Regions from separate parts of the Mus musculus genome. Here regions 2, 3, 4, 5, 6 and 7 are each linked to region 1. A link is a contact called in public HiChIP or PLAC-seq and promoter capture Hi-C data. All regions are on one chromosome and are shown on one strand. The core of a region is the stretch at or near the end of the contact, and the rest is flanking DNA. Distances in the headings are between cores, read along the strand shown. Region 1 holds the start of Gpr25 (G protein-coupled receptor 25). Region 2 holds the start of Kif21b (kinesin family member 21B). Region 3 holds the start of 9230116N13Rik (RIKEN cDNA 9230116N13 gene). Region 4 holds the start of Igfn1 (immunoglobulin-like and fibronectin type III domain containing 1). Region 5 holds the start of Kif14 (kinesin family member 14). Region 6 overlaps Kif14 (kinesin family member 14). Region 7 has its middle 21 kb from the start of Ddx59.

Evidence for each region. Promoter capture Hi-C pulls out the DNA fragments that hold promoters and counts their contacts. HiChIP or PLAC-seq counts read pairs in DNA pulled down with a chosen protein or histone mark. Capture Hi-C pulls out chosen DNA fragments and counts their contacts.
Region 2: a promoter capture Hi-C map of hematopoietic stem and progenitor cells shows a contact between it and region 1. The contact joins the promoter of Kif21b here to the promoter of Gpr25 in region 1. A contact is called at or near these places in 7 of 39 promoter capture datasets (the HPC-7 cell line, embryonic stem cells, hematopoietic stem and progenitor cells and 2 more), 1 of 15 datasets of contacts at CTCF or cohesin (the NIH/3T3 cell line), 2 of 484 Hi-C or Micro-C datasets (LSK cells and embryonic stem cells), 5 of 115 datasets of contacts at active chromatin or transcription factors (CD8 T cells, the SCID.adh cell line, effector CD8 T cells and 2 more) and 3 of 9 other capture datasets (adipose tissue, liver and pancreatic islet).
Region 3: a promoter capture Hi-C map of the SN4741 cell line shows a contact between it and region 1, with 4 times the contacts expected there. The contact joins the promoter of 9230116N13Rik here to the promoter of Gpr25 in region 1. A contact is called at or near these places in 15 of 39 promoter capture datasets (the 3T3-L1 cell line, the C10 cell line, the SN4741 cell line and 10 more), 1 of 15 datasets of contacts at CTCF or cohesin (the NIH/3T3 cell line), 4 of 484 Hi-C or Micro-C datasets (embryonic stem cells and pre-B cells), 8 of 115 datasets of contacts at active chromatin or transcription factors (effector CD8 T cells, embryonic forebrain, embryonic stem cells and 3 more) and 4 of 9 other capture datasets (adipose tissue, embryonic stem cells, liver and 1 more).
Region 4: a contact with region 1 is called in a promoter capture Hi-C map of embryonic stem cells. The contact joins the promoter of Igfn1 here to the promoter of Gpr25 in region 1. A contact is called at or near these places in 3 of 39 promoter capture datasets (the C10 cell line and embryonic stem cells), 1 of 115 datasets of contacts at active chromatin or transcription factors (the SCID.adh cell line) and 2 of 9 other capture datasets (adipose tissue and pancreatic islet).
Region 5: a promoter capture Hi-C map of pancreatic islet shows a contact between it and region 1. The contact joins the promoter of Kif14 here to the promoter of Gpr25 in region 1. A contact is called at or near these places in 7 of 39 promoter capture datasets (the C10 cell line, the SN4741 cell line, cranial neural crest and 4 more), 3 of 15 datasets of contacts at CTCF or cohesin (the NIH/3T3 cell line, large pre-B cells and stem cell-derived epiblast-like cells), 6 of 484 Hi-C or Micro-C datasets (bone marrow-derived macrophages and embryonic stem cells), 27 of 115 datasets of contacts at active chromatin or transcription factors (the 230-238 cell line, CD8 T cells, the NIH/3T3 cell line and 20 more) and 4 of 9 other capture datasets (adipose tissue, embryonic stem cells, liver and 1 more).
Region 6: a contact with region 1 is called in a promoter capture Hi-C map of liver, with 2.3 times the contacts expected there. The contact joins the enhancer-like site here to the promoter of Gpr25 in region 1. A contact is called at or near these places in 15 of 39 promoter capture datasets (the 3T3-L1 cell line, 3T3-L1-derived adipocytes, the C10 cell line and 10 more), 1 of 115 datasets of contacts at active chromatin or transcription factors (embryonic limb bud) and 2 of 9 other capture datasets (adipose tissue and pancreatic islet).
Region 7: an H3K4me3 HiChIP or PLAC-seq map of embryonic stem cells shows a contact between it and region 1, with 26 read pairs. The contact joins the enhancer-like site here to the promoter of Gpr25 in region 1. A contact is called at or near these places in 8 of 39 promoter capture datasets (the 3T3-L1 cell line, the C10 cell line, cranial neural crest and 5 more), 1 of 15 datasets of contacts at CTCF or cohesin (the NIH/3T3 cell line), 1 of 115 datasets of contacts at active chromatin or transcription factors (embryonic stem cells) and 3 of 9 other capture datasets (adipose tissue, liver and pancreatic islet).

The regions. Positions count from the first base shown.
Region 1 is chr1:136,259,044-136,263,164 of GRCm38.p6, reverse strand. It overlaps Gpr25 (G protein-coupled receptor 25), which reads left to right and starts at 2,239. Exons shown (of 1, transcript NM_001101516.2): 1 at 2,239-4,121. The coding sequence starts at 2,292. The coding sequence ends at 3,368.
Region 2 is chr1:136,129,736-136,133,666 of GRCm38.p6, reverse strand. It overlaps Kif21b (kinesin family member 21B), which reads right to left and starts at 2,277. Exons shown (of 35, transcript NM_001039472.2): 1 at 1,905-2,277. The coding sequence starts at 1,945. It overlaps Gm15850 (predicted gene 15850), which reads left to right and starts at 2,484. Exons shown (of 3, transcript NR_046170.1): 1 at 2,484-2,646.
Region 3 is chr1:136,413,864-136,418,003 of GRCm38.p6, reverse strand. It overlaps 9230116N13Rik (RIKEN cDNA 9230116N13 gene), which reads left to right and starts at 2,485. Exons shown (of 3, transcript NR_024328.1): 1 at 2,485-3,155. It overlaps Ddx59 (DEAD box helicase 59), which reads right to left and starts at 2,733. Exons shown (of 8, transcript NM_026500.3): 1 at 2,581-2,733; 2 at 608-1,422. The coding sequence starts at 1,411.
Region 4 is chr1:136,004,819-136,008,527 of GRCm38.p6, reverse strand. Igfn1 (immunoglobulin-like and fibronectin type III domain containing 1) reads left to right here and starts at 2,186. Exons shown (of 27, transcript NM_177642.3): 1 at 2,186-2,207. The coding sequence starts at 2,186. It also overlaps a transcript of Tmem9 not described here.
Region 5 is chr1:136,465,364-136,469,571 of GRCm38.p6, reverse strand. Kif14 (kinesin family member 14) reads right to left here and starts at 1,724. Exons shown (of 29, transcript NM_001287179.2): 1 at 398-1,724. The coding sequence starts at 1,614.
Region 6 is chr1:136,505,037-136,508,780 of GRCm38.p6, reverse strand. All of the region lies in intron 20 of Kif14 (kinesin family member 14), which reads right to left. Among named protein-coding and RNA genes, the nearest start is that of Kif14, 39 kb to the right of the region's middle. Within about 2 kb of position 2,365, at least 6 of the 459 cell types and tissues checked have an H3K27ac peak or open chromatin away from gene starts, as enhancers often do. A contact at or near this core is called in liver, where this site is marked.
Region 7 is chr1:136,392,449-136,396,110 of GRCm38.p6, reverse strand. No RefSeq gene overlaps it. Among named protein-coding and RNA genes, the nearest start is that of Ddx59, 21 kb to the left of the region's middle. Within about 2 kb of position 1,405, at least 37 of the 459 cell types and tissues checked have an H3K27ac peak or open chromatin away from gene starts, as enhancers often do. A contact at or near this core is called in embryonic stem cells, where this site is marked.

The DNA of each region.
Region 1 (4,121 bases), core at 990-3,489:
TGTGTGTGTGCGTGTGTGTATGTATGCATGAGTGTATACATGGTGGGGGGTGAGCCTGTGTGTTATAGCACGAGTGTGATCAGAAGACAGCTTGGGGAGGTAGGTTCATTCTTTCTACTGTGTAGATTGGGGCTTGAACTCAGGTCCACAGGCTTAATAACAAGCACTTTTACCTACTGAGTCATCTCAGCAGCCCAAGGAAAAAACTTCTTGGCCGGAACAGACTAGACATGAATCCCAGTCCCCACACGTTTGATTTAATGGATAGGTTTTTGCAGGACGGAGTCAGGTGAGGAAAATTAACTCTAGGCCCTTTCCCCTCACAAAAATGTAATCTGGCTACACCCGCCCTCTCTAGCTTAAAACCCCCTACGCTGTGAAAACTGGATTGGGATGGAAATTGGAAACCATCTAGCCCTCCATCCCACTTCCTATTCCCTGCCAGGTGGCTCTGTATATGAAAGGAAATGACCCAGGTGGGGTCCTGAGGCTCCCAGAATGGAGCCACGGGATCCATTGCTGACGATGCCTCTTTCACTCTCAGACGTGCCTAGGTTTGGATCATAAGTGATGTTAGCATCCTACTTCCAATCAATGTCAATCTGGGTGCACACACAGCTGCCCTTCTGTGCTCTGGCCCTATAAGGACAGAGACAGCTACCACACTGTTCCAAAGAAGAGACATCCCAGATCTCCCTCCAGTCTCTCCACATGGAGACCTGTACTGTATCTCCTGACACATCCTCTCTTTTCTGTCCCTAGTGTCAATAACTATGTCACTCAGTGGCAGGACTCTTGCCTAATGAGAGTGAAAGATCTTACCCCCCCTAAAATAAAACAACCACCATCTAACTCCTTCATGAATACAACAGCCCCCTGTGGAGTCCCTGTGGCTTGATGAGCCTTCCCCCTCTGTGACTCATACAGTCCTGCCAAATCAGACTGATGCCCAAAGCCTTCAGGATCAGGCCACAGCCTGCCAGTGTCTTCCTGCATGTCTCAGTATACTTGCTTTTTTATCCCTTCCTGGGCTGGCTCATCCTCTCTGCTTTGCCATTCCTTTTGACCTTTAACCCCTTCCTAGACCCGACCTGAACTGTCGCCCCTTCTGCGGACCTTTTCCCCGAAGCATGAACAGCTCCTCCTTCTAAGCGCTGAGTGGACGTGGTTTTAAACCTGTACCACAGTTTGACTGATGGCAGGCTGGCCGTTGCACACACAGCCTGTGTCTCTCCCCTCCTCGAGAAGGGATCTGAGGTCAAGAATGCATTTCTTGCAATGCAGAGGAAGCCAGTGCCTGCTGCACAGAGAGGTCCCCTGAGAGTGGAATGGGAAGGAACAAAGCTTAGACATCCTGCACCCCTTTAGCCACAAACCCTTTCCCATCAGTTCACAAGAACTCTCAGAGCTACTGTCTCATGATTTAGAATAGCAAATCTGTTGGATTGTTAGGGGCCATTTTGTGTCATCTTTTGTATAGAGGTTATAACCCTGTTTGACTTATCAGCTAGATTTTGAAGTATGGGGAGGAGGAGGAGGAGGGTTAACCCAGGGGCCTGGCCCCCTTCCAGCAGGGCCACCTGATTACACTTTCTGTCTCTAGCTTAGACCCTTTCCACACGGCTCCATGAGGCCTGGACCAGGACAGAAGTGTCACTCCAGGTGACACGTCTAGTCTTTTATCCTAGGAGGCTATTAATTAGTCCAAGAACTGTGGTGCCAATTCTTGATCGGGCACCAAGGGAATCTCCCTCAACCTTCAGACCCCTTCAAGTGCTACACAGCAGAGCAGATTAGAGAAGGAAGCCGAGGCGTTGCCCTCCCTCAGAAACCCTCATGCCTGGTCTGTCTCCCCACCCTCCACCCCCCCTCTAAAAACTAGAAAAGAAACGCCTGGTGAGAATCGAGAACAGGTTAGGGCTCTACGGCACCCACTGCCCCTTGCACCCTATCTCAGAGTCCCACTCCCTTCCCCCAGATACTAGGCCAAGCACCCAGAAATGATGAGCCACCAATTCTGAGTGGCCGCAGTTCTCTCAGCCCTAAGGACATCTCACAATACCCAGTTGTGCCCTTCCCTTTGGGTCAGCCCCAACTTGGAAGGTAACATCACCACCACAGAGGCCTGCCCCTCCCAGCCCCACACTCTTCTCACCCCAAAGCCTCGGCCTAGGGTGGCAGGAAGGGAGGGAGGGAGGTGCTGGGCACAGGCTGTGAAAAGCAAACCCCCTCCTGCTCAGAGAGGGCAGCCGCCCTGCGCCAGGATGCACGCCGGCCCGGTGACCCCGGCCATGCAGTCCACCGAACCCTGGAGTCCTAGCTGGGGCACGTTGTCCTGGGACTATTCGGGCTCGGGCTCCCTGGACCAAGTGGAGTTGTGCCCTGCTTGGAACCTGCCTTACGGCCACGCCATCATCCCAGCGCTCTACCTGGCGGCCTTCGCCGTGGGCCTGCCGGGCAACGCCTTCGTGGTGTGGCTACTGAGCCGGCAGCGCGGGCCGCGGCGGCTGGTGGACACCTTCGTGCTGCACTTGGCGGCCGCCGACCTGGGCTTCGTGCTCACGCTGCCGCTGTGGGCCGCGGCAGAGGCGCGCGGCGGCCTCTGGCCCTTCGGCGACGGCCTGTGCAAAGTCAGCAGCTTCGCGCTGGCGGTCACGCGCTGCGCGGGCGCGCTGCTGCTGGCGGGCATGAGCGTGGACCGCTACCTGGCGGTGGGCCGGCCGCTGAGCGCGCGCCCGCTGCGGAGCGCGCGCTGTGTGCGAGCCGTGTGCGGCGCCGCCTGGGCTGCGGCGTTCCTGGCGGGTTTGCCGGCCTTGCTCTACCGGGGACTGCAGCCGAGCCTGGACGGCGTGGGCAGCCAGTGCGCCGAAGAGCCCTGGGAAGCGCTCCAGGGTGTCGGGCTGCTGCTGCTGCTACTGACCTTCGCGCTGCCGCTGGCTGTCACCCTGATCTGCTACTGGCGCGTGTCGCGCCGCCTGCCGCGCGTCGGTAGGGCCCGGAGCAACTCCCTGCGCATCATCTTCACCGTGGAGAGCGTCTTCGTGGGCTGCTGGCTGCCCTTCGGCGTCCTGCGCTCCCTCTTCCACCTGGCGCGGCTCCAGGCGCTGCCGCTGCCCTGCTCCCTGCTGCTGGCTCTGCGCTGGGGTCTGACTGTCACCACCTGCCTGGCTTTCGTCAATAGCAGTGCGAACCCGGTCATCTACCTCCTGTTGGACCGCTCATTCCGCGCCCGGGCCCGGTTCGGGCTGTGCGCGCGCGCCGGGCGCCAGGTGCGCAGGATCAGCTCGGCCTCCTCGCTCTCCAGGGACGACAGTTCGGTGTTCCGGGGCCGGTCCCCGAAGGTGAACTCTGCCTCGGCCACTTGGTAGCCTCCCCGGGATGGCGCAGGTGGAACGGTGCTTCAAAGAGAGGAACCATGTGCTTGCAGATGCGCCAGGGGACTGCCCATCAGCTTTCTCGGAGCTGGCTGTTGGGGCTGGCTGTTCTCACAAACCGATGGGGAAGGATGGGCTATTATATTAGTTTTCTCCAGGGCAAGAAAAGCTGTAGACACTCACCTGGAGAAGCGGGTTCACCTAGTAGATGGGAGGGAAGTGGGTTCTGTTCTCTGCTTCATTCTGTGTAATTCAGCCCAAATATCCAAACCAGACTCTCAAAGGTCCTTCTTGCTCCTGACTGTTCTTGCCCCTACAAAAGCCATTGTCCTTTGAGGAATTTCTTCTCCTGGTCAGCCCTCTAGCAACACCATCTCAAACACCTCTCCCTTCCCCTCCCCTCCCTCTTCCCCTCCCTCTCCCTCTTCACCTCCCCCTCTCCCTCTCTCTCCCTTTTCTCCTCCCCCTCTATCCCCTCTCCCTTTCCCTTTCCCGCTCCCCTCCCTCTTCCCTTTTCCCTCCCCCTCTATCCCGCCCCCCCCCCTTCTCTCCAGTCATCACTATGTTATCTATATTGTTTCTCATCCCCAATTCGGGTTTTCGTTTTCAAAGGCTCACGAAAGACATGGAAACTAACCCTAGCGTGAACAGTCCTGTGAGCAATTTGGTCCTTCCCACCCATTACCTCACACTGGTGTGGCAACCCTTCTCCCATCTAGAGACACCTGTGGGACTCGCCCTGAAAGT
Region 2 (3,931 bases), core at 1,028-3,527, 130 kb after region 1:
TTGGAGCCCTTGGAAAGGCTAGCGCTTCAGATGTTCAATTTCCACACAACTTCATATACACAGCTGACTCCAGTTAGGAAGAGCATCCCAAAGCCCTGGGTGCAGAAGGCAGCCACCAGCCCTTCTCTGTGGTAAAGGTCCCAGAAACGTCCCGATAGTCATTGTGGGAAGGAACACTAGCTTTCCCTTTATTTTCTATACAGGTGCCCATGCCCCCAGGCTCCTGAAGTGGGAACTCCAATATTTTACCATGCCAGGCCCAGACTGGGGAGTATGAATCAAGGGGGAAGGCCTTTGTTTGGCTCTCTCCGGTAAAATGGAGTCTAAAGGAAAGACCCCATGGATAGAGCACCCCGTCTCCTGTCCTGTCAGTCCAGGTTCACACTGGTTGGAGGTTGGGCTTCCATTTTCTTTTTACGGCAGGTAGCTCCCCTCTCCCCATCTGCTGTAGATGCCATATTGACATGTCTCACTCCCACCCGGCCCATGCGTGCTCCCCTTCCCTCGACCTCCAAAGGTTCCTGCTGCAATGTCAGCTTCAGTGGCAGCCTGGCTCCGCCCCACCAGCCCACCAGACACCTGCAGGGCTCCTCTTTGTCTCAGGCTGTTCAGTGCCAGGCAGAGTGTGTGCACGGGTGGTGTTCTGACTGCTGTAGGAGCTGCTGGACCAGCAGCCCTCAATCTCCCTCCCTCAGCACCTGAGCTATTATATACTAAGCCTCCGTGCCTTCTCTCTGGATTATACAGAGTTGGGGGGTGGGCATCTGCTCTGGGGCAGGAAGAGAGAACCTATCTCATCGATTTCTCTCATCTTGTCTATGAGCTTCTTCCCAGGATCCCTGGAATCTGGGTCATCTCTGACCCAGGGGATTTGAACACTTGTCTCAAGGACCTACCCTAGAATTTGACTGCTCCCCTCCCCCACTCTATAAGGCCAGAACCAGAGATGTATGTTCCTCAGTGCATCTGTGAGTTGGTGACCAGCTCACTCACATTGCTACTCTCCCACTATGTTCTTCTTAAAGAGAAGACCACAAAACACAGTCGGGAGAGCTGGTGGGAGGCATCTTCACTCTCTGCAAAGAACAGAGAGTTCAACTTTGTAGCATTTCCTGTCCCTGCACCTGTGTGCCCCTAGGAAAAGAACCCACTAAGTCCCGTCCTCTTTCCTCTTAATGTCTGCCAGATTACTTCTAATACCTACAGATATCGGGAATGGGAATCCAGATAAATCTAGGGGCCCTTCCCCCCTGCTCAGTTTCACCTTTGTGCCTGTGAATGTAGCATTAGGGTCCTGTCACCCCTTTCACCCCTTCTGGATTAGTCCCTCGGATACACCTTTTTCTTCCTCCCTAGCACCATCTCCTCTTGGGGCAGGACCAGCAGGGCTTTCTCCAAAAGCCATTGGCACCCCGTGGAAAGCCAAGGCACCATTCCAACCCTTTCATGGGTCCCACAACCGATCTTTGTCTGTTGTATCCGCTCCCAGGATGGTGAGCTGGATCAAGAGCGTAGAACTGGCTAACTGGGGTAGATGGGGGGAGGGGGGATTCCCTCCTATACCCCAGAATGAGACAGCAGCCTCATGGGGAGGACAAGAGGAAACACACAGACGCTCCGGCCTGGGCCAAAGCTGGGTGTGAAATACCGGATTTCCTTGTTTATTCGATTTTCTGATCATTAAGTGCTCCCAAGAGGGGCCAGAAATTACCACCCAAACAAAGCCACCTTCCATCAGTCCGCTGGGCCGCCGCTCCCCTGCGGCAGCCGGGCCAGCGCGCGTCGGCCCCTCCTCCTGGACTGCAGACTCCAGCTCGAGCGGTGCCCGCGCCCCCCGCCCGAGAACACGCGAGACAAAGCTCGAACCCCTCCTCGCACGCCCCTTCCCCGCCATCGACCCTTACCTGACGGCCACTTTGACGCAGCAGTCGCCCTGGCCAGCCATGGTCCTCCGGCACCAGGGTCTGGGCGCGGATCAGGGGCGGGGGTCCGGGGGCCACTGCTCCAGGCAGCGGCTGCGGCTGCAGAAGGCGGAGGCAGGGACCCTGCTAGCGAAAGCGACCTCGTAGGCTGGAGGTGACATGCTCGCAGGAGGCGGCAGAGGGGCTCAGCCGCGGCCGGCCCCACGGGGCTGGTCCCATGCGTCTCCTCCAGCCATCGCGCGGAGGTGCTGAGCTCGTTGACAGCGGGCAGTGAGACCCGCAGCTCCCTACAGCGCGGCACACGCGCGCGCACACACCTCCCACCCGGACCGCCACCTCCCGCCGCAGCGCGAACAAAGGGGGCGGGGGCCGAGCCACCTCAGGACCCACCCCCAGCCCCTCAGAGCCGCGCAGGGCCCCGCCCCTCCCAGAGGCCGCCAATAGAAGGCCCCAACGAGCAGCAGAGGCGGGACTTGAGCCTTTAAAGAGACCTCTTGGCTCCCGTCCATCGGGTGGCTGGGAGGGGCGGGGTAGGATTGGAGGGCTTGGGAGTGAAAGCGGGAGTGGCATGATGGACTCGTCCCTGGGAAGTTGACCATTCGGGAACCACGGCCCTCGAAGTCATGGTACCTCAGTCTCAGTGGGATCTTCCTTTCCTAAATGAGGAACGGGACTCAAAGAGGAACACCCCAAGGTCATACAGCGAGTCTGTGGCTAGGCATGGGTAAGAACCTGGTCTCTGGGCTGGGCGGTGTGCTGCACCTCAAAGCATCTCATAGAGATGAGCAATTTGCAATTTGAAAGAGTCAGCGAAGTGTCCCTTCTGCATTTATTTCGGTAAATCCGCCAACCTTTATTGAAGGGGATTCTTGTTGATGTGGAAGTAAATTTCCCCACCTCCACTCTGCAACATCTTTAAGCTCATAGTTTGCTTTGATGGCTGACTGGCTCAGGTTCTCCTCACTAAACCAGGGTCCCACTAACCTTTATGACCCACAGGGCCTGGTTCACACTCTTTGTGACAGTGGGGGGGGGGGGCGGGTTGTGTGTGGGGGAGTCGATGTGGGAGGCCAGATCTGCCTGGGAAGTAGTAGGAACAAAGAAGCACTTGACTCCAGATACCTGGGAGAAGCTAGAAGGCAAAGGAGGCCAGCGCTGCCATCAGAAATGTATATAAAGGATTAGCCCAGGAGACTTTTCAACACAGGGCTATGAGAAAGGAGACCAGTAATGTGAAGTCAAGTCCCATTCCAGTTCACCCCTGCACCCTCCCAGCCCCACTCTTCTCCCTGCCCCCCAACAACCAACATTAGGACCATTCACAGGGCCCCTCACCAGCTGCCCTCCCTTCCCAGGCTTCACCCAGCTCCTTCCTCTGGAAAAGGCCCAAGAGGAGGACCCAGCTGCAGCTCAAGATGTGGATGGAGACCTCTGGGGGAGGGGAGGCAGGGGAGTCTGGCTCCAAGCTTCTTGCATCAGCCTCAGATGATGAAACCCTGTGAGACGTCTTGGCTGGGATGTACGTTAGGGTCCTGAGGATCCACTTCTTGGTGCCATCATTCCCCACTCCCCACCCCCATCTGTGACTGCTCCACTCGGGAACCCAGGTGCCTGTTTGGAATAGTTTTAAGGGAAAATGTGAAAGTTAGGTCAGCTCATTCTTCCTACCCTCGTAGCAAACAGGAGGAGAGCCAGAGCCCCAGAGAGGTAGTGGTGATGGTGGTGTGTAAGGGGTCCTGGTGGGATCCTATATATTTTATTAATATTAGCATCTGAAACCCAAAGCCAGTGAATCAAATTCCTTAGAGCAAGAGACAGTGTTGGGAAATTGGGACGCTGCTCCCTGTCTTCTAACAAAAGGAGGATGTGGAGAGCTGAGCGGTGCTTACACGGGGAGGTACTTGGTGCTTTTGTTCTTGTTTGTTCTCCTAACCTTATGAGCCAGGTTCTAGCCTTCTCCCCTACCCCCAATTTTGCAAGTGGGGAAATAGTCTCATAAGCAACACACA
Region 3 (4,140 bases), core at 1,236-3,735, 150 kb before region 1:
GCTGGAGAGATGGCTCAGCAGTTAAGAGCACTGGCTGCTCTTCCAAAGGTCCTGAGATCAAGTCGTAGCAACCACACAGGTGGCTCACAATCATCTATAAGAGGATGTGATGCCCTCTTCTGTCATGCAGGCATACATGCAAATAGAGCATTCAACTCATATAACTAAATAACTAAATCAATACTTTAAAAAAAAGAATATACCGTGACATGCTGCAACTGCATTATAACTTTAATATGCTATGCCCGTTCCTCCAAACCCCGAGAGGCTTAGCTGACATAAGCTACGGCTCATCCATCTGGTAAGCAGGGTTTTGCCTGCAGATCAAAACTTTGTTCTTTTATAGAAAAGCTGCTAAAAATAAAATGTCTTGTAAGGAAATTAATTTTTAGACCTGCCAGGAAGAGAGATCTTTGGTTCAGCAATAAAAGGAATATTCTTTGAAGTGATGTTTTCACACACGAAACAAAGCAAAGTCACCGGCACCTTGGTGACTTAATTCGCAAATGCTAAGCAGCAGCGTGCAAGTTTATCAGTTACACACAATGAAACTCGGTAAATCCCGCGTCTGTTTCAGAGAGGAAGACATGTCAGATTGGTAAATTACCTCAGAGAAAGCTCGGATAATAACAGGCAGGAGAAAAGCAGCTGTTTTCCCTGAGCCAGTGTCAGCGCTGGCCAGAATGTCCCTTCCCAGGAGCCCCACAGGAATCATCTGCATCTGGATGGGGGTTGGCACTTCGTAGCCTGATTTCTTCAAGTTCTGATTTAAGGTCTCAGGGAAGCCACAGTGCTCGAAGTCGATAATGGGCCTGGCAACGTCTTGTCCTTGAACTGAGATTCCTAGCTGCTGTTTAAGGGTTTCAATCTGGTCCTCCTTGAGGGTCACAATAAAGGGGTGCTCTTTGTAGACATAAAAGGCATCCAGTGGGGACTCTGGCTCGGCAGCCACTCTCTGTGGGCTGCTGGGTCTTAATGATCCTTCCCCTTCCTTAACTTGTAGCAGATGCTTCGCTTTGCACTCCAAGCTACACACGTCTTCGTCCGTCTTGTCACAGATATACTCTCCATAACGACCGCAGACGACACATACAGGCTCCCCAGGCTCTGGCCACCGCTGGGTTTTAGAAAACGACTTTACAGGCTCTTCAGATGGGTGGCTGTCCTTCACACCCTCATCAGGTCCTGTGGAAGAAACCTCAGCCAACTGGCAAGAAGGACTGTTGGTGCTTGATGCATGGCCGGGCTTGTCTGCTGTGACAGCTTCCTCAGTGACTGATGTGTGGACCGGAGTATCTCTGTCTCCCTCCACCTGAAGGCCTCCTGCTTCTGGCTTGCTTTTTTTAGCTTCACCGCTTTTGAGGTCATCATTAGAACTCCTCTTGATTTTCAAAGATCTTGGAACAAACATTCTTCAACATTCTGTTGAGGAAATTGCACCATGAGATATATTTTACCCTCAATTAAGCTCCCATGTTAGCCCATACGATGTTGTGTCAGAGAATTTTACTCAGGGCAATAGTGAAGCCGTCATGTCCCTACTTAAGCCAACTTCCACTTATCAATTTCCTCTGGGGGAAGGGATACAGTCTTTTTCCTCAGACACTGCCCTATGAAACACTGCCTACGGTTCCCCACAACCTTGCTGTGCACGCCACCTGTTTCTGTTGACCCATCACTTGTACTATTATGGAGCAGGTATTATAGAAATTCTACAGCATATCCTTCAATTGCATTTTCACACAAGAAGATACTTCACAATTAAGAATCTTAAAAAAATCAAAACAACAGTTCAAAAGGGGAAAATGCAATTATATTTATATACATAAGAGTGCTCATTCTCCGTCGTTTTTTGCTAATCTTCACAACCTGGGAAAGTAGGTCACTGCAACCCTAAGTTCATATATGTATATATTTACATGATATACATATCAGGTAGCATAATCGATACATGTATATTGAATGATTGGGAATGTACTTCAGTGGTAGAGTGCTTTGCTAGCAAGTGAGAGTCTGAGTTCCACATTCCAAAGAAAAACACTGATATATACACACACACAGAAGCAGATGAAAACTCCAGCCACCTAGGAATTAAGTTTATTTATTCAAATAACAATTCCTAAGTGTTAGAAACCAAGTATTCCTGCTCTGGAGAACAAATTAGTGATTGGGGAAAGAATGTTTAACATTTTGGGACCATGAAATAAACTTAATTTTCTCAAAAACAAAACAAAACTTAAGAAATCGCTAGTACCCATTTTCTATTAAAAAAAAAAAAAACCAACAAAAAACATGGCACCCAAACCGCCTGAAGCTTCTGAGGAGCGGGAATGGGTGGGGCGCTCGGGGCGGCAGAGCCGACAACCTCCTCCTCCGGCTCCAGGCAACGCCCGCATCCCGCGCATTCCCGCCCTCCCCACCCGCCCGCGGGCCCGCGCTCCAGGCACGCGCACGTCACGAGGACCCCGGCGAGCGGCGTGACTTAGTCCGCAGCCGCCGTCCAGCACGCAGGTTACGCCGGAGCACAGGAGCGGGAGCCGGAGGCCCGAGGCCCGAGCTGCCAGGGCGGCGCACGCTCACCCGCGCGGACCGGGCCGCGTCCGTTCCCGCTCGGGCCGCTCCGGTCCAGGCGCAGGGCCGAGTTTCCGGCCGAGTAGCCGGGAAGCTCCGCAATCCCAGCCAGGGTTTGAGGGCCCCGCGCCTGCGCACAGCGGGAGGCGGAGCTTCATCTGGCCACGCCCTCGCGGTGACGCGCTGCGGAGGGCGGTGCACAGGGTAGCGGGCAGATGTGGGAATCCTTTTGGAAGGCTCTAGCATGGAGTAGGCTGGTGAGAAAGGATTGCCAGGAAGGGCGGGGCCCTCCACGCTTAGAAAGTGGGAAGTTTGAGTGGGCCAGGAAAACCTCCTGTCAGATACTGAGAATAACTCGAGAATCCGAGCAACTTGATATGGCGTAGTTAATATGCCAAATATTCATAGATGCAGCACTCCGCCCCGCGCTGTGTAAACCAAAACTAAAACCAACCTTCAAAGTCTCCCTAGTTCCAACGGGTGGCCTTCACTTTGCCAACTTCTGGAACAGCCTGACAGGTCCCAGGACTTGCACTTCTGTTGGGGTGGGGAGGAAGTTGGACAGGAGAAGCAGGGAAATAGAGGTGAGGTTTTGGGTGTTATTTTTTTTTGAAAGATACATTTCGACCCAATATTTGATGCATACAAAATTAATTTACCAGCTACGTTAAGTGTGAAAATACTAATAAAACAAAACTCTGACTTTTATGTTGGCATTAGTAAATTAATAAACGCTAAAGCATTTCTGTATCGGATTCTACTTGCTTCGTTATGGTGTGTGGGTGTGTGTTCAGCTTGCCATTTTTGGTAGATACATTTGGCTGACAATGTTTTGTTTACCTTTTGAGCGTTATAAAAATAATGCATACCATATATATTTATGTATGTGTAGCCTTCCAGTATTTGCTTTAAAAAAAAGATTTATTTTATTTATATGAGTGCACTGTAGCAGTCTTCAGACACACCAGAAGAGGGCGTCAGATCTCATTACAGATGGTTGTGAGACACCATGTGGTTGCTGGGATTTGGACTCAGGACCTCTGGAAGAGCAGTCAGTGCTCCTAACCGCTGAGCCACCTCTCCAGCCCCAGTATTTCCTCTATTAACTTTTTTTTCTATGATTCACTGAAATGTACTATAGAAATTAACTTTACTGGTCAGATAAATGGGATACTGTTCCTGTCAAGACTGTACTTAGTTTCATAACACATGTGAATATGGGATCACGTTACATCCTTTGTCTATAGGACATACAGTAAATGTGTGCATTTTTCTGAGTTTGAAGGTTATAAACTTGCACTCTTACCTGAGTTTGCTGACATGTAATTTGCCTATTCCCAATATAAATAAATACTTTTGAACTTAATGTATATTCATAACTTTATTATTTTTTCTTATTTTGGTCTTCTAAGAAAGGGTCTCATGTCTGGCGTTAGACTCATTATGTACCAGAGTATGGCCCTGAACTTCTGATCTTCCGCTTCCACCTTCCAAGTGCTGGAGTTAACTGGCATGTGCCACATGGCCAGATTGTATCTTTTTATTTAAGTCTCTTCCAATCATATAAAC
Region 4 (3,709 bases), core at 937-3,436, 250 kb after region 1:
CTGAAGACAACTGCGGTGTACTCATATAGATAAAATTAAACAAACAAACAAACAAACTTTAAAAACAAATTTAAAATGAAAAACAAAAAATTGTCGATCTCATCTGACTTACCTTTGAAAGTGATAAACACGCCCATTTGGATGCTTAGCATTTTACTTAGCGACACACGTGACAAGTCATAACCCTGTGATGAAATACGTGCTAGTCTGGGAACAGCACTTTCCTAGGAGACAGACAAGCTGATGGACTTACACATTCAACAAACAGGTATCGGGTGCCTGTTATGTGTCAAACTCTGCAGGACACCCAGACTCACAAGCCACTGCAAAAATGGAAAGGTTAAATATTTGCCCATGTGGACGCAAAGGGCAAGTGCCCTGTGTGTTTCAGGGATAAAGTGGGTGGGGCTCACCAAGAGAGACTTCCTTCTAAGCCAAGTCCGACCCTAGCCCCGCCTACGGGTAATCTGACATTCCATCTGTCCAATCCTGGTCACCCTGTTCCGAAAGGCTCCACCTCAATCTAGACTCCTGGGCTTTTTTGCAGTTTAGTGCAACAGGTGGCGCCCCCAGAATAAGGACATTTCTGTCCCAGGCCAGCAGCTGTCACCTTAGAAAGATTAAGATTCTCCCACCAGGCGACAAGGCTTGTTGTGCCCGAGACAGATACGGCTCGGATTCCCAGCCCGAGGTAATTAACCCGGAGAAAAATGTGACACATCTCCCGGACCGTCTGCGGTGTAGCGGGCTGCCCACTGGCTTCAGCTTTCCCCAGAGCTTGGAAGGATTTCTGAGAAGGGAGGATCCTGCTGCAGAGCCTCTGTGCTTTCCTGCTGTGGGGGTGCGCGAGCCCCCAGGTCAGGATCTCAACCCACAGCGTTCCTGCCCAGAATGCAAAAGGCTTAGGTCGCTGCGGAAAACCGGGTGAAGACGTACAGCAGAATGTACGGGGTTACTGAGCTCCACGCGCGAGTGCTGGTGGTCTTGCATTGCATTAGGGAGGTCACCGCTCTGTGTCCCAAGGCGGGGTAAGAGGCTAGGTCCCGCTGATCCCAGGAGACATAGCTGCACGGACACACTAATCCACTGTTTTTACACATAATCACTTCACACGCAGAGATTACCTACCTCAGATTGCATTCATAGTTGGCTGGGTTTCCGGGCTTTAAAGGCTTTCAGTTCGCGTTCTGGGGAGCATTGAGAGACCAGAGGCTGACCCAGACTCGCTAATCCTAATCTCTCCAGCTGCCACTCACCCGCCATCAAGGTGTCTCTGTGGGCCCGTTTTTCTCATCTGTTCAAATGGGTTAAGCTGACCTCCTAGGCATGTCCTTATTCTGTGGGTTAAAGGAGAGAATCTTCAGAAAGTTATGGGTTCTTCTGGACTGAGGGTCTCCCATCCTCCTCTGGATGTTCCCCCTAAGAAATTGTGGTTTGGTTCTTAAATTGGTTATAATTAACCAGAAGGAAACCGAACTATTGCTTGGACAGACACTGGTAGCTGGTTGGGGAAGTGGAGTGAGCCTGCTTATTTGCAGGGACTAATTAGCGATGTCCATAAGGATCTCTGCGGCTCTAATGATTCTAGCAGGAGTTTGGAAAATATTCGAGCCAATTGCTCACTCAATAGGGAAACTGAGGCCCAGAGATGGGGAGGTAATTTGCCCAAGTCCAGGCAGCCTAGAGGCAGCCTTGATAGTTCTTTGAGGCTGTTGCAAATCGGCTTCCCTGACCTGGGCCTTCATCCTGGCCCAATTTTAGGATTCTGGACTTTGCCCCATAGGTTTGCTTCCTACTTCCAAAACATTTTGAGTCCCTTAGTAAAGCGTTCCCTAGGCCATGTTTCTCAGGCTGGGAGAAGCAGGAGCCTGGAAAGTTAAAGAGTAGTCATGGGGTGGCAAGGGGTTTAGGGAGGTGAGATCTTCATGGGCACTGTGTACCTGATCTGTTTACAACTTGCTGTTAATAGATGCCATTAATCATAGCCAACTGCAGCTGGCTCAGCCTGGGGAAGAGCAGCAGCCTGCCATCTTTGAGAGGGACGAGCAAGAAGGAATATGGAGGAGGGGGCAGGTTCCTACAGTTACCTGACACAGGAAAACCAGTCCCAGAGGGACATGGCATGAGGACACATGTATGTTAGTGTCTTGTTCAGCCCAGCCAGCCCTCTACTAAATGTCCCAGCATGAATGAGATGCGAACACAAGGTCTGTTAAACATTATGTGCTTAGTGCATACCTTTATTTTTCTTTGTTAAAAGGTATTTATTGGCTTATTTTTGCATACCTTTAAGAAGTTACAGGGCTTTAGTCTGTATGAATGAGGCCCTAGGTTTGATTCCTATCATTGCAAAAAATAAAACCTAGGTGCTGGAGAGATGGCTCAACAGCTAAAAGTGCTCTTTAAGAGGATTCACATTTGATTTCTAGCATCCATAACAAGTTGCTCACAACCATCTGTAATCCAGTTCTAGGAGGTCCAGCACTTTGGTCTCCATGGACACCTGCACTCATGTACACATGTGCCTTACTATATCTATAATTAATAATAAGAGTGAAATTCTTTTTAAAAATAAATAGAAAAATAAATAAATAGAGCCTGGAATTTGGAAGGCCCTACTCTAAATATCAAGGGACTGTGAGGAGAGTTCGCTAGTCTCAATTGCTAGTTACACAGAGGAATCCTAATGTGATTTTTCTCCCATATCAATACAATCACTGGGTACTCAGAGGCCTTTCCTGGTAAGGGGACAGTGTGATATGAGCAGCCAGGTCACTGGGCTCAAGATATAAGTCCCATGTCCAAGATCATACATCTCTTTCTATGACCTCTGATGGTGTCTGTATTTCTCCACGTCTTAGACATTCATAGCACCTACCACTGAGATTCTAGATCCTTTTTGGGTCTATTAGGGTCAAGACCAGGACCTGGTGGACTAGATTTCTAATACTCCAAAACATTAAATATCTAAATATCTGATTAGTACTGATTATTAACTTAAAGAGATCTAGAACCACAGGAAACAAACCTTCAACATGTCTGTGAGGGATTTTCTAAACCAATTGAGATGGGAAGACCCAGGATAACTGTGGGTATCACTGTCCTGTGGCCCGGGGTCCAGGAGAAAGAGAGCTGGATGTTGGCTCTTCATCTCTTTCTGCTTCTTGGCTGAAGATACTATGTGATTACTTATGTCATGCCTGATGCTGTGCCCCCTGCATGATGGATGTGTCCTGTGAGCCAAGGTGACCCTTCCTTCCTTCCTTCCTTCCTTCCTTACATTGCTCCTACCAGATATTCTGCTACAGCAACCGGAAAAATAACTAGTAACCAGAGTGAGGTTGTGGCTGGGACAAATCTGACCGTGTTAGAACTGGTTTCTGGGAAGAATGTGGGGGGCAGGGGGTGGGGAATGGAACTTGGAGCTGGAAAAGCATTAAAGCACAAGCTGAGCTTAGTAGGTCATTCTGATGGGAGTTTGGAAGGCCAGGATGTTGGAAGAGGTATTCAGTGTGTGTGTGTATGTGTGTGGGGGCGTGGGGGGTGGGAGGTTGGAGGGGTGTTCATGAGGTTTCAAAGGAAAAGAGGAAATGTTGGGAACTGGACCACAGGCCATTTATGTGGCAAAGAACCTGTCTATATCTGCCCATGTCCTGAGAACTTGACTAGGGCAGAATTTTAAAGTAATCAGCTAGTTGGTTTGTCAGAG
Region 5 (4,208 bases), core at 475-2,974, 210 kb before region 1:
TGGAACTTGTTTCGCAAACCAGCCTGGCTTCAAATCCAAAGATCCACCTGCCTCCTCCTCCCAAATGCTGGGATTAAAAGTGTGCACAATCCTGCCTGGCTCGGTTTCTAAAAGAGGTATGTGTTTGTGTGTGTATGCCTATATATGGGTATAAAATATAGATTTTAATTTTGTATTCTATTATAAAAATAACCAGTATAACTACAATCAAAGCCTAAACACTGGTGGGCTGAAGATGTGGCTCAATTATATCTACCTACATGGGGTCTTGGGTTCAATTCCCCGTACCAAGAGAAAATGCCAATGACTTTAAAGACACTGGCTTTCTAGAAGCAGAGTCTTACAGACACATAATGACATGGAATTCTCGGCCTGAGAGCTAACACGCCGGACGTACCTTTTGCTGAAAGGCCTCACGCGCACCGCCACGGTCACCTGACTGTTCTCTACTTTTAAGGAGTCTGGCTCTGTAAAGGTCTTCTGAACTAGACTGTTTTCTTCTGGAGGGAGTGTGCTTTCTCGTGAGCTTTCCCTTTTATTTGCAAAAAGAGAACTTTTGGGCCTCGGTTTAACTCGAGGGCTTGCAATCCTGTTTTTCAGTGTGGATAAAGCTGGGCTTTTCGGTGGAGGCAGGTCATGCCTTGGTGTCCATCTGTGTTCTGGGACACATTTTACCGGGGTCCTCGATTCTGAGCTCGCGCTTCTGAATGTACTGCCATGTTTCGGGATGTCCTTCCCATTGTTTTTCGGTGTGGATAAAGCTGGGCTTTTCGGTGGAGGCGGGTCATGCCTTGGTGTCCATCTGTGTTCTAAAACACATTTCACTGGGGTTCTTGTATCTGAGCTTCCAAATGTACCGACTTGTTTAGCAGTGTCCTTGCCAGCATTCCCACGGTGTGAGTTTCTTCCTCCTGACACTGGGGTATCAGACTTGCTCTCGGTCAGTTGCACCACTAAGTGTCCTGATCTCATAGCTTCAGTCTGACGCTGGGAACCCACAGGCGCTCTACTGTTTGTGTCCTTAACTGTCACCTTTTCATTAGAGGCACCAACGGGAGGACCTGGGTCTTTGCATCTCGTCAACCCGGTGTCGTTGGAGTCTTTCACGGAGACGACAGACGACAGGACACGGGTATCATTATTTACACCCTTTGCTTCTGTCCTCGATGCCTGGGAGGCAGAGTCACTTCCTGGGTTACCTCCCACAGGATTCAATGTCTCCCACTTTCCCACATAATCCGCTCTACCGTGCCGCCGTTGTAACCTAAGACTTGTGTCTGCTGTTCTTCTGTTTCCCAACTCACTTCCAAGTAAAGACGACTCTCTGTCCCCACAAGTAGCCCTTCTCTGGAGGCTCAGTCTCCGGGGGTCAGAGGTAACAGGAGTCTCTCTTGTTTTTTTACAGGCAGAGATAACATAAGTGCTATTTATGTCGATGGTTTTACTTCCAGCATTCACGAATGGATCATGATTCTCACACTCTGACATATCTGCCTTCAAGTGCAGTTCCAGCCGGCTGCTGTGGACGAGGCCACTGGATGCTGAAATCTTCTGTGAAGAAGAAACCTCCAGGCTTCCGATGTTGTGTCTGCTATGCGAAGTGTGTACTGACATCTTGGCAGCAAGCGATTTTTAAGAGGATGTGAAGGATCTAAGCCCTTCAGATCCTTGTCGGGGTGCTGGGCATTTTGTTCTTTTCAGTTTCCAACAAAATATCTGGCCGACTACAAAAAATGAAAAATAAAACGGTTACTACAAACTTTAAAAAGAGAGAGATCTTCCTACTACAGAAGCAAACTCTCAGAGGATGCATTGGACTAAACCACTTCCCACTGCACCTCCACACAGCCTCCTACAATCTCCACCCTCGAAGGACTTCACTTGTTATTCAACAAATATCTACTGAGGGTTCCCTTAGGAGCAAGGCACCCACAGACACTGCAGACTTCAAAGACAGGACCTCCCCATCCTTATTTCCTCAGCTTAGAAGGAGCTTACAGGTGACCTTAATCTCAACAAAGTGATTCAAGAAAGGTCAACACCTGTATGTCAGCATACTTTAAGTGCCCCCAGCTTGGAATCATAGCATCTAGTCTGATTAGTCTGCAGCAAAGTAGGTTTCTGAACACTTGTCAATGTATCCTAAATACAAGAATGCCTACAGAGGAGTTTAACACGATGTCACAAAGGAGGCTACTCTTAAGAAAGTACCACAGACATTATACACTACAAACTGCGTGTGTAGCCAGGTGTGATGGTCCGTGCCTGTGATCCCAGCCTTAGAGAGGCCGAGGTGAGAGACTGGAACTTTCAAGGCCAGCCTGACACTGTCACCGATGCCCACACCCCCTCAAGTTAGACAACTACACTATCTGTCACTTCTTCATTATACAACAAACTAGACAGGCATGCGTTTACACACATATAGGTAAATATAGGCCAACAATATCTGCCAGGCATTATCTAAAACAGAACAGTGCAAATGCCACTCTTCGTCATGCTCCTTAAATGGACGTAAACAACTCTTTAAAATTGAATTCCTGAGTCTACCTTACAAAATGTCACTGATTCAAACTATTTGGACATTGTTACAATCAAGGAACAAATTACCAGAAGCTCATTTTTAAAAGTTTGACAAAGAGACATTGTAGGAAGAAAGAAAGAGTTCGAGTATAAGCATCTCCCGCTAAACTTTCAGTGAAAATACAGAACCCTCCCAATATGAGGTGAAATTAGGGACAATATATCTTTGTCTTAGAAACTAAAAGCCATTTGCTCTTTGCATAGATCAACATGATTTTTGTTTGCAGAATTTCGGCCATCAGATCTCCAAGAGGACTGGAAGGAAGACAAGAGAAGTCGGTCACGACCACAGGCCGAGGCTCCTGGCGACTCTGGCAGTCTTGCCAGGCTGTGACAGTGTACCTGGACCCCTCCAGTTCGCCGCTCCACGCTCCGCGGCGCTGTTCTCGGCTTCCGGGTGGACAGAGCGACGCCCCGCGCCCCTTGCCCGGGACCCTCGGACTAAAGGGGACCGAGCCGCACCACCCACCCAAGCACCCCGGCCTGCTGGGCAAACACCGCAACGCTCTCAGCCCACCGGCTCGCTGGGCGAGCAACCTCAGCGCTCTCAGCTCGGAGGCGCTTCCCACTCCTAAGACCTCGACACTCACCATTCCCGGCACAGGCTCCCGTGGCTGCGGCAATTTGAATGCGCGCCTCGCTTCCTGATTGGTCGCTGGGCGTAGCGTCAAGCGCCGCGCCTTCACTCCTCCCCATCCCCGGAAGTGCAGCTTCTACCGCGAGACACACCCCGCCCTATCTCCTAGGTGACGGCCCGCCCCTCCTCTGGGCGGAATTGGAGCTCAGAGCTTGGAGCTGGGCGGTACCACCAAAGGGGCGGGCACTCACCTGAAGGGTTTTCAGGAGAAGCGACAGTGCCTCATCTATCCGATCCTTTACACGACGATCTGTAGGGAATGACCATGTGCCCCCACGTTAATTATAATAACACTCTGGTATTTCATACTCAAGTCGTTACGTGATGTCGTGGACTAAGTGTTCAGATGAATTAAAGTTTTGTTTTTTAATCCTGAATATTTTAATCAAGTATTAATGTTATGCCAGTCTGTTAATAAACTTGTGAATGATCTGACAAGTAGCAAGTGGTGTGGCTGGAAGTCCAAAGCTGTTGCGGTAAAGGTTACAATAACATTCTGAAACCTGAAAAAAGGTAATCACTAAAACCAAAGAATGATTCTAGCCAAATATTTTTCCAAATTAACAGTATGGAGATAATGGAAATGTATTCTGTAAGAGAGAAAAGGAACCCAGAAGTGCTTTAACTATATGAAAAATTACACGATAAAGTCAGTTTTTAAGATAATTTTTATTCCTTGACAATTTTTTTCTTATTGTTTTATGTATGCATAGGGTGTTTTGCTTGCAAGTAAGTCTGTACACCGTGTGTGTGTGTGTGTGTGTGTGTGTGTGTGTGTGTGTGTGTTTTCCTGATGTCCACAGAGAGCAGAAAAAGTTTTAGGGCATCCATGGAATTGAAGGGTGCTAAGAATTGAACCCAAGTCCTCTGGAAGAGCAAGCAAAGTGCTCTTAAACTGCTCAGTCATCTCTCCAGCTCTCATTCTTTTTTTAAAAAATATTTATTTATTTTATGTATGTGAGTACAGTGTTGTTATCTTCAGACACTC
Region 6 (3,744 bases), core at 1,116-3,615, 250 kb before region 1:
AAAACCACCCTCAAGCACACCATAGCGAGAGACAGTGTCACTGCTGTGACATCACACGTTCAGGATTTGGGATTATCTTCAAGTTCACTTTGCTGGGGCCGGAAGGCAGGCTCCGTGGTTAAGAGCACTTGCTGCTCTTGCAGAGGACCTGGGTTGTGATCCCAGCACCTACACGATAGCTCACAACCACCTACAGCTCCAGTCCCAGGAGCCATGACGCCCACACGGCAAAGCACACACATTAAACAGGCAGCAGCAGACGATGCTTTGCTCTCCTGGAACAAACCCTGAGTCCTCAGGAAATTTGGTTTTTAAAAAAAAAAACCAAAAACCAAACACATTCAGCAGGTTTGGTAGGCTTCATTTAGGATTTTTTTTAGTGTTCAAATTAAGATTGGTTTGTAATCTGAGTCATGTTTTCAGCTTTTATGTTGGTTTTTGGAGGTGGCGGCTGTGCGTGTGTGCGTGTGCGTGTGTGTGTGTGCGCGCGCGCGTGTGTTTTGTTTTTTGAGAGCAGAGTCTTCCTGTGTAGCCCTGGCTGGCCTGTAACTATCTATGAAGACCTCAGACTCAGATCCACTTGCCTGTCTCCCAAGTGCTGGGCTTAAAGGTGTGAGCCACTGTGCACAGTTCTTAAGTTGTTTAAGTTACTCTGAGTATCGTAGGATGAATTGTGAGAGGTTCTATAATACCTCCCACACAACAAGGCTTCTCTTTTCTCTGGCACCCTGAAATCGTGCTCATAAAGTTGACTAGGACCAGTGTTTTTTTAACCCCCTCCCATTCATTCCTTTTAGTTTTTAGAGGCACATCCTCATGTGTTCAAACCTTTGTATTCAGCACTGGCTGGCCCTGAACCCGACCTGACCCTCAGCTTCCTAAGTGCTGGGGTTACAGGTGGGAGCTACCACATCTGGCTCTTTCCTACCTTCTTCTTTTTTTTTTTTCTTTTTTTCTTTTTTTTTTTTTTTTCCAGTTCGGCAACTTTGACATTCAGCAGGTTAGTCCTCACCCACATTGACTGTAGATTTTTTAATGTGGTAACAGGCACGTCAGGTACCCATGTGTAGAGCTTGTTTGGCGAATCCTCATGCTCACTACGTCTTCTGGACAAATGCACTCGGATGTGATACGGAACGTCCCTTTCTCCTTTGGCCCAGACAGCTTTATTGCACCTGCTGGCAATGTGCACATCTGGAGTCCCCACCTCCTTCATGGCAGATTTCTGGACTTCTCTGAGTGCCCAAGAAGCACGCTTCCTGAAGCCCACTCCATGGATGCTCTTGTGAATGTTCATGGTGTATTGTTAGGTCACCACCTCTCTGATGGCAGAATGGCCTTTCTTCATATCACCCTTCTTGGAGGGAGCCATTCTGCCAGACCCAAGTTGGCAAAAGCTCTTTTTTTTTTTAAATTGTTTTTGAATCTACTTCACTTACGAACTTTTAACATTATTACATGGTTGTCCTCCCAGTAGGACAGCTTTAATAATTTATCTTTTCCTAGAATGTCTTTCCTTTCTATAGAGAAGTCTCAAATAACTAGCACAGGAATGGCTCTAAGGCAACATACCATATAGCCCACATCCATGCCCATGTTTACTGCTAGAATATTTACAATAGCGCAATAACCAGGAGATGGAAACTAGCCGAGATGTCCATCAAAAGATGAATGTATAAAGAAAATGTGGTGTATATGTGTGTGTGTATGCAATGGAATTTTATATATCTGTCAAGAACACTGAAATCCTAACAGAAAAATAAACAGGGCTGGAAATCATTATGTTAACAAAATAAATCAGATTCAGAAAGGCAATGGCGTTTAACTGTTTTCTCTTGTATATGGATCTGCAATTATGTAGTGTGTGTGTTTACATGTGTAGAACAGGGGATCATGAGGGGGGAAGGGAAGGGGATGGAACAACATAGATGAGGGAAGCCACAGGGAGCCCAGGAACAGAACCGAGAGATGAGACTGAGAGCCAGGTACAGGTACATGTGTGAAAGTGCTGCAATGAAATATTAATTTTTCATTAATTATATTTCATTAATTAATGTTTTAGTTAACACATGATTTTGAAAGCTAACCTAAGAATGCAAGCACAGAGACCAACAGGGACATCAGGGCGGCTCAGCAGGTTTGGCACTTGCTCCAAAGTTCCAGGACCCACACGGCAGAAAGGGAGAAGAGGGAGAATCGACTCCCCGAAGCCGTCCTCTGACCTGCACACTCAGCCTGTGTGCCCCGAAGCTGTCCTCTGACCTGCACACTCAGCCTCTGTGTGCCCCGAAGCTGTCCTCTGACCTGCACACTCAGCCTCTGTGTGCCCCGAAGCTGTCCTCTGACCTGCACACTCAGCCTCTGTGTGTCTGTCTCTGCCTGCCTTATACACACATGGATAAGAACAAGTAAACAAACACAGAAGTAGCATAACACTGTATCGATGACATAATTGCTTACTCAAGCTTGGTTTTTTGGTTTTGTTTTGTTTATTTATTTTTCGAGACAGGGTTTCTCAGTTTAGCCCTGGCTGCCCTAGCACTTACTCTATAAACCAGGCTGGCCCGAACTCGCAGAGATTTCCCCTGCCTCTGCCTCCTGAGTGCAGAAATTAAAGGTGTGCACTACCACTGCCCAGCTTGATTATCAATTTGGATACCATTTTCCTTTTATATTTTTTGAGACAGCATCTCATGTAGCTTAGGTTAGCCTTGCATATGGCCATGGATAAGCTCAAACTCCTTGGGTTCCCGAGTGCTAACGTTACAACAGACGCCATCTTCTTAGGACCACATGTCTCAGGTCTCCACGATCTAATTCATTAGTGACTCCTTTTTCCTCACGAGGATCACTTCACTTGCTTTCCTTTGTCTTATAATCTAGATTGAGCTAATGATCTTCACTTTTGATGAAATAATCCACAGATTAAAGCTAGGACAATACCCTCTAGGCTTTAACACATATTTTCATTAATATTTTGAGCATTATATTAGTATTATAGAATATAATTCTAGCAGTCACATAATTTGAATACGGGATATTTGAAAAATCTTAATACTACCATTTAATACATGTTACAATTACTTTTGGGATAAATAAGAAAATAACTTTAAGTTTATATCCTTTAAAAACTCCATATAAATTTTCCTTAAGAAAAAAAAAACCAAGGGCTGGAGAGATGGCTCAGTGGTTAAGAGCATTGTCTACTCTTCAGAGATCCTGAGTTCAATTCCCAGCAATCACATGGTGGCTCACAACCATCTGCAATGGGATCTGATGCCTTCTTCTGGTGTGTCTGAAGACAGCTACAGTGTACTCACTCACATAAATGAAACAAATAAATCTTAAAAAAAAAAAAAAGTCCTGTGTAGTGGCTCACAGCTTTAATCTTAGCAGGAGGATCTGGATTTCAGGACAGCTAGGGCTACCTAGAAAGACCTTGTCTCAAAATGTTTACTTATGCCTGTATGCTTGCTTGTGTGTGGGCAAGTAGTGCAGTTAGCCATGGAGGCCAGGGCTTTGGACCCCTCTGGAGCTGGAGTTACAGGCGGCTATGAACCGCCAGATGTGGTTGGTGAGAAGAGAACTTGGGGTCCTTTGCAAGAATATGAGTTTTTAGCCACAGAGACATTTCTTCAGCCTCAATTTTTATTTGATTCAAAGATATAAATCTTAAAATAAAAATGTAAAGGACTTAACAGTAAACTCTGAGCAAAAATAGATGTAAACACAAATAAAAAATAT
Region 7 (3,662 bases), core at 156-2,655, 130 kb before region 1:
TAAGTCAAGGCAAGTGGTAGATCTTAAGCCATTTTTCTACACCATTTTCAGATTCTCTTGAGACAGGAACATAAGCAGGAGGAGTTCCTGGCCTTCATTACTCTCTCTCCTAAGCAATCTTGTTCCTATGCCCAGTGTTAAGTACTTTTATGAACTGGGTCATACATAAGCTGATATCGCAAGTCTGGTTAGCCTATTTCTCTAGAAGCTTCTAGATAGGTGTTCTATTCAGATTATTCCTAAAGCAGTGTCCAAAGGTGTGTGTGTGTGTGTGTGTGTGTGTGTGTGTGTGTGTGTTGGGGAAGGGGGGACACATTAAGATGGTTTTGGATTTTGGTTAGATTTTTACAAATCACAAGTATGTTATATTTTCCCAAGTCAAAATTTACTCTCAATTTGGTTTAATGACGTCACTTCATTTGCTTTCTTTAATAGAATGTCAAATTTTCTGTCTATAAATTTCCCTAAGTTTATACCTTTTATGTTGCTACTAAAAACATTCTATGCTTAGCTTATCTTTCTATTACTGTAAAAATTACCATGGTGGTTGATATAGCATATAGCCAAATAGCCTCTGGCCTGTCAGCTACTGAATAATGACACAGAGACCTTTTATTAATTATGAAAGCTTGCTCTTAGCTTAGCAGACTCTCAACTAGCTCATGTAAGTAAACGTGGTCGTCTAGCTCTGTCCTTTTTTTTTTTTTTCCCCTGTCCCTTTTCTTATGTCCCAGCACCTGTTTTTTCCTCTGCTCTGGTTGGGGAATCTCCCACCTTCCTGTCTGAGTAGAGCATCTCCTGCCTCGGTTTATTTCCCAGAGTTCCTAACTCTGCCTGGAAGTCCCGCCTATCTTCTCCTTCCTTGCTATAGGCCATTCAACTCTTTATTAAACCAATCAGGTGATGGAGAAGATGTTTACAAACTACTGAGACCGGTGATGCTTCATACAAAGACAACCTTTACACAGTGCACAAGAGATTATCCCAACAACAGCAAGACAGGCTTCTTGTATGGAGAAGGAATGTCATTCATTATAATGTTGCTTGATCTTATATGTAGGTAGATTCAACAACGACTGGAAAAGAGAAGGAGGAGAAGAGGAAGGAAGAGGAAGAGAGCAGAAAAAAAATGTCCATGGTTAACTCAGAAAGATGCTAGAAAACTAACTTGTAACAAGTAAAAACCAAGATCCGACTATCTCTCTCGCACACGCTGTACCCCAGGATAACCATTGGTGGATGACTCTTTCCATTTTGTCCTAGCTAAAAAGTACACCAGTCATGATGGATTTAGAGTACCACAGTGCTGTTTGCTCTAATGACATAATGCATGCGAGCAAAGACCATCAGCATCTGCTAAAAGCATCAGCGGAAAAGCTGAGTGAGAACTTGGCAGCTTCCCGTTTAGCTCAGCAGGGCTTGACTCCGCCCATCCATCACGCACAGTGCACAGAAAGAGCCAGGCGGGTAGGCTCTAGGCTCCGGATGTAGGCAAAACTGGGAACTTTTGTTTTGGTTTATTTTGTTGTTGTTGTTTTTTTTCCACATGTTTTAACATGACTGAGAGTTTAGAGTAGCAATATCTCAAGACAGATCATGAATCGATTTTGTGTAAATGTTTCATTTATTTGTTATTATAGGTAATTGTGTGTGTGTGTGTGTGTGTGTGTACATGCCACAGCAAATGTGGATGTCATAATCAGTTTTCTTTCTCCACCTTGTTTTGAGGTAGAATCTCTCTCGCTATTTCTGCCATGTTTAATACCTCAGTCTCGTTAGCCTATAAGCTTCTGGGGGTTCTCCTATGTCCACCTCCCGTCTCAGTGCACACATTCCATCCATTTAGCAAAGCAACAGTGGTAGCTTCCCCACTGGGGTCTACGACCTCTCCAGCCATGGACTTCTGACCATATTTTATGGTACCTAATATGGATTCCCTCCTGTGGAGAAGGCCTGGACTCTGATCAGAAAGTGGTCGTTTGAGCCCACATGTGTAAATATAAAGAATGCTTTGCAAATTTGATGTAGTAGTAGTGATAGTAGTAGTGTTCATATACATATATGTATTATACATGCATATATATGTGTGCACATATGTACTGCAACATTGCATAGAGATCAGAGGTCAACACTGTAGAGCCTGTTCTCTATACATATATATGTAATATATATATATATATGTGTGTGTGTGTGTGCGCGTGTGTAATATATATATATATATTACACACGCGCAGAGGAACATTGCTGGCTGGCTTGTCCCTGGCTCATCTTTAGCTAGCTTTTTTTATACAGCTCTTGCAGTGGATCTGGGTTCAGATCCCAGCATCTATATGATGGCTTACAACCATCTGTAACTCCAGTTCCAAGGGATCCAATGCTCTTTCTAGTGTCTGGGGGCATCACTTTAGCACATGATACACAGACATACATGCAGGCAAACACTAATACACATAAAATAAAAGTAAACAAACCACTAAAATTTTTTTAAATAAAGAATTCAATCAAGATGAAGCAGGTTGACAAACAAGCCTAAACAAACAGACATCACTGTGTTCTGCTTTTTATACGCTTCTTTCCTAGACATAAACTCTCCTTCCACACAGAGCCTAGGCTCTCATCCTGCAGTTCTTCAAGAGCACAACAGCGTTTTTTCTTACCACTTAGTGGAATTAAATAATTCAGAGTAACATAATCTCCATTACAACACAGACTGAATCAAACTCCCTCCAGGACCCTTTAGAAATACCTTCAAAAATAAAACAACAGCAAGAAAGAAATAGCTCCAAAAGAACACACTGAGGAGCAACCTTGTTTGCTTGCTTGCTTGGCTTGAGACAGCTTCTCCCTCTGTAGGTCAGATTGACCAGAGTTTCACTATGTAGCCCAGGCTAGCCTTGCAGACACAGTATTTTCCTGCCCCACTTTCCAACTTTCAGGACTTTAAAAAATGTTCCCCTTTCCCAACAGTATCAAAATATCAAAGTAATAAAAATGATCTGTAGTTGGTGTTTTCTGTTTGGAAGAGCTCTTCCCCCCACCCCCACAACGGCACAGCAGCTCTTGTGTCCCACAATCCCCACAGCTCAACATTGTGTAAGAAGTGGAGTTCTTTGGCACCTGTTCCCTCAGGGGTGGTGGCACCAGAATGTCCTAGAAACAAGGACTTTCTCTCTCTTTGAAGACTGGCAGAAAAAAAAAAAAAAAAGAATTCAATTTCCCTGTAGGAGTGAATTTTAGTGAAAACCAATTCCATGAGAAATGATCAAATGTGTTTCCTTTCGGCCTTTGCCCTGAAGCCCCTCAGTGCTCAGTGGAAACGGCAGTGGCCAGTGACATCACCTGTCTGACGGTGTCCTTCTCAGGCTCTGAGGCCCGAGATGTCCTTCCCTGCCTTTGAACACAGCCTGCAGCCACACTTTACTTGGTTCCCCTTTTCCCACATTTGGTTATATTTCTTTCTTTTTCATTTAAAAAAATATGCACGTCTTGCTGTGCATCCCAGGCTGTCCTCAAATGCTCATCCTGCTGCCACGGCCTCCCAAGCGCTGGAGTGACCTCGCAGCTCAACGCCGGGTTGATTGCCAGGTTGTGCTGTTTCTTAAGTCTGAGTGGATTTATATTTCCTTTCGTTCATCGTCACATAAGGTTAGTGATTACTTTCA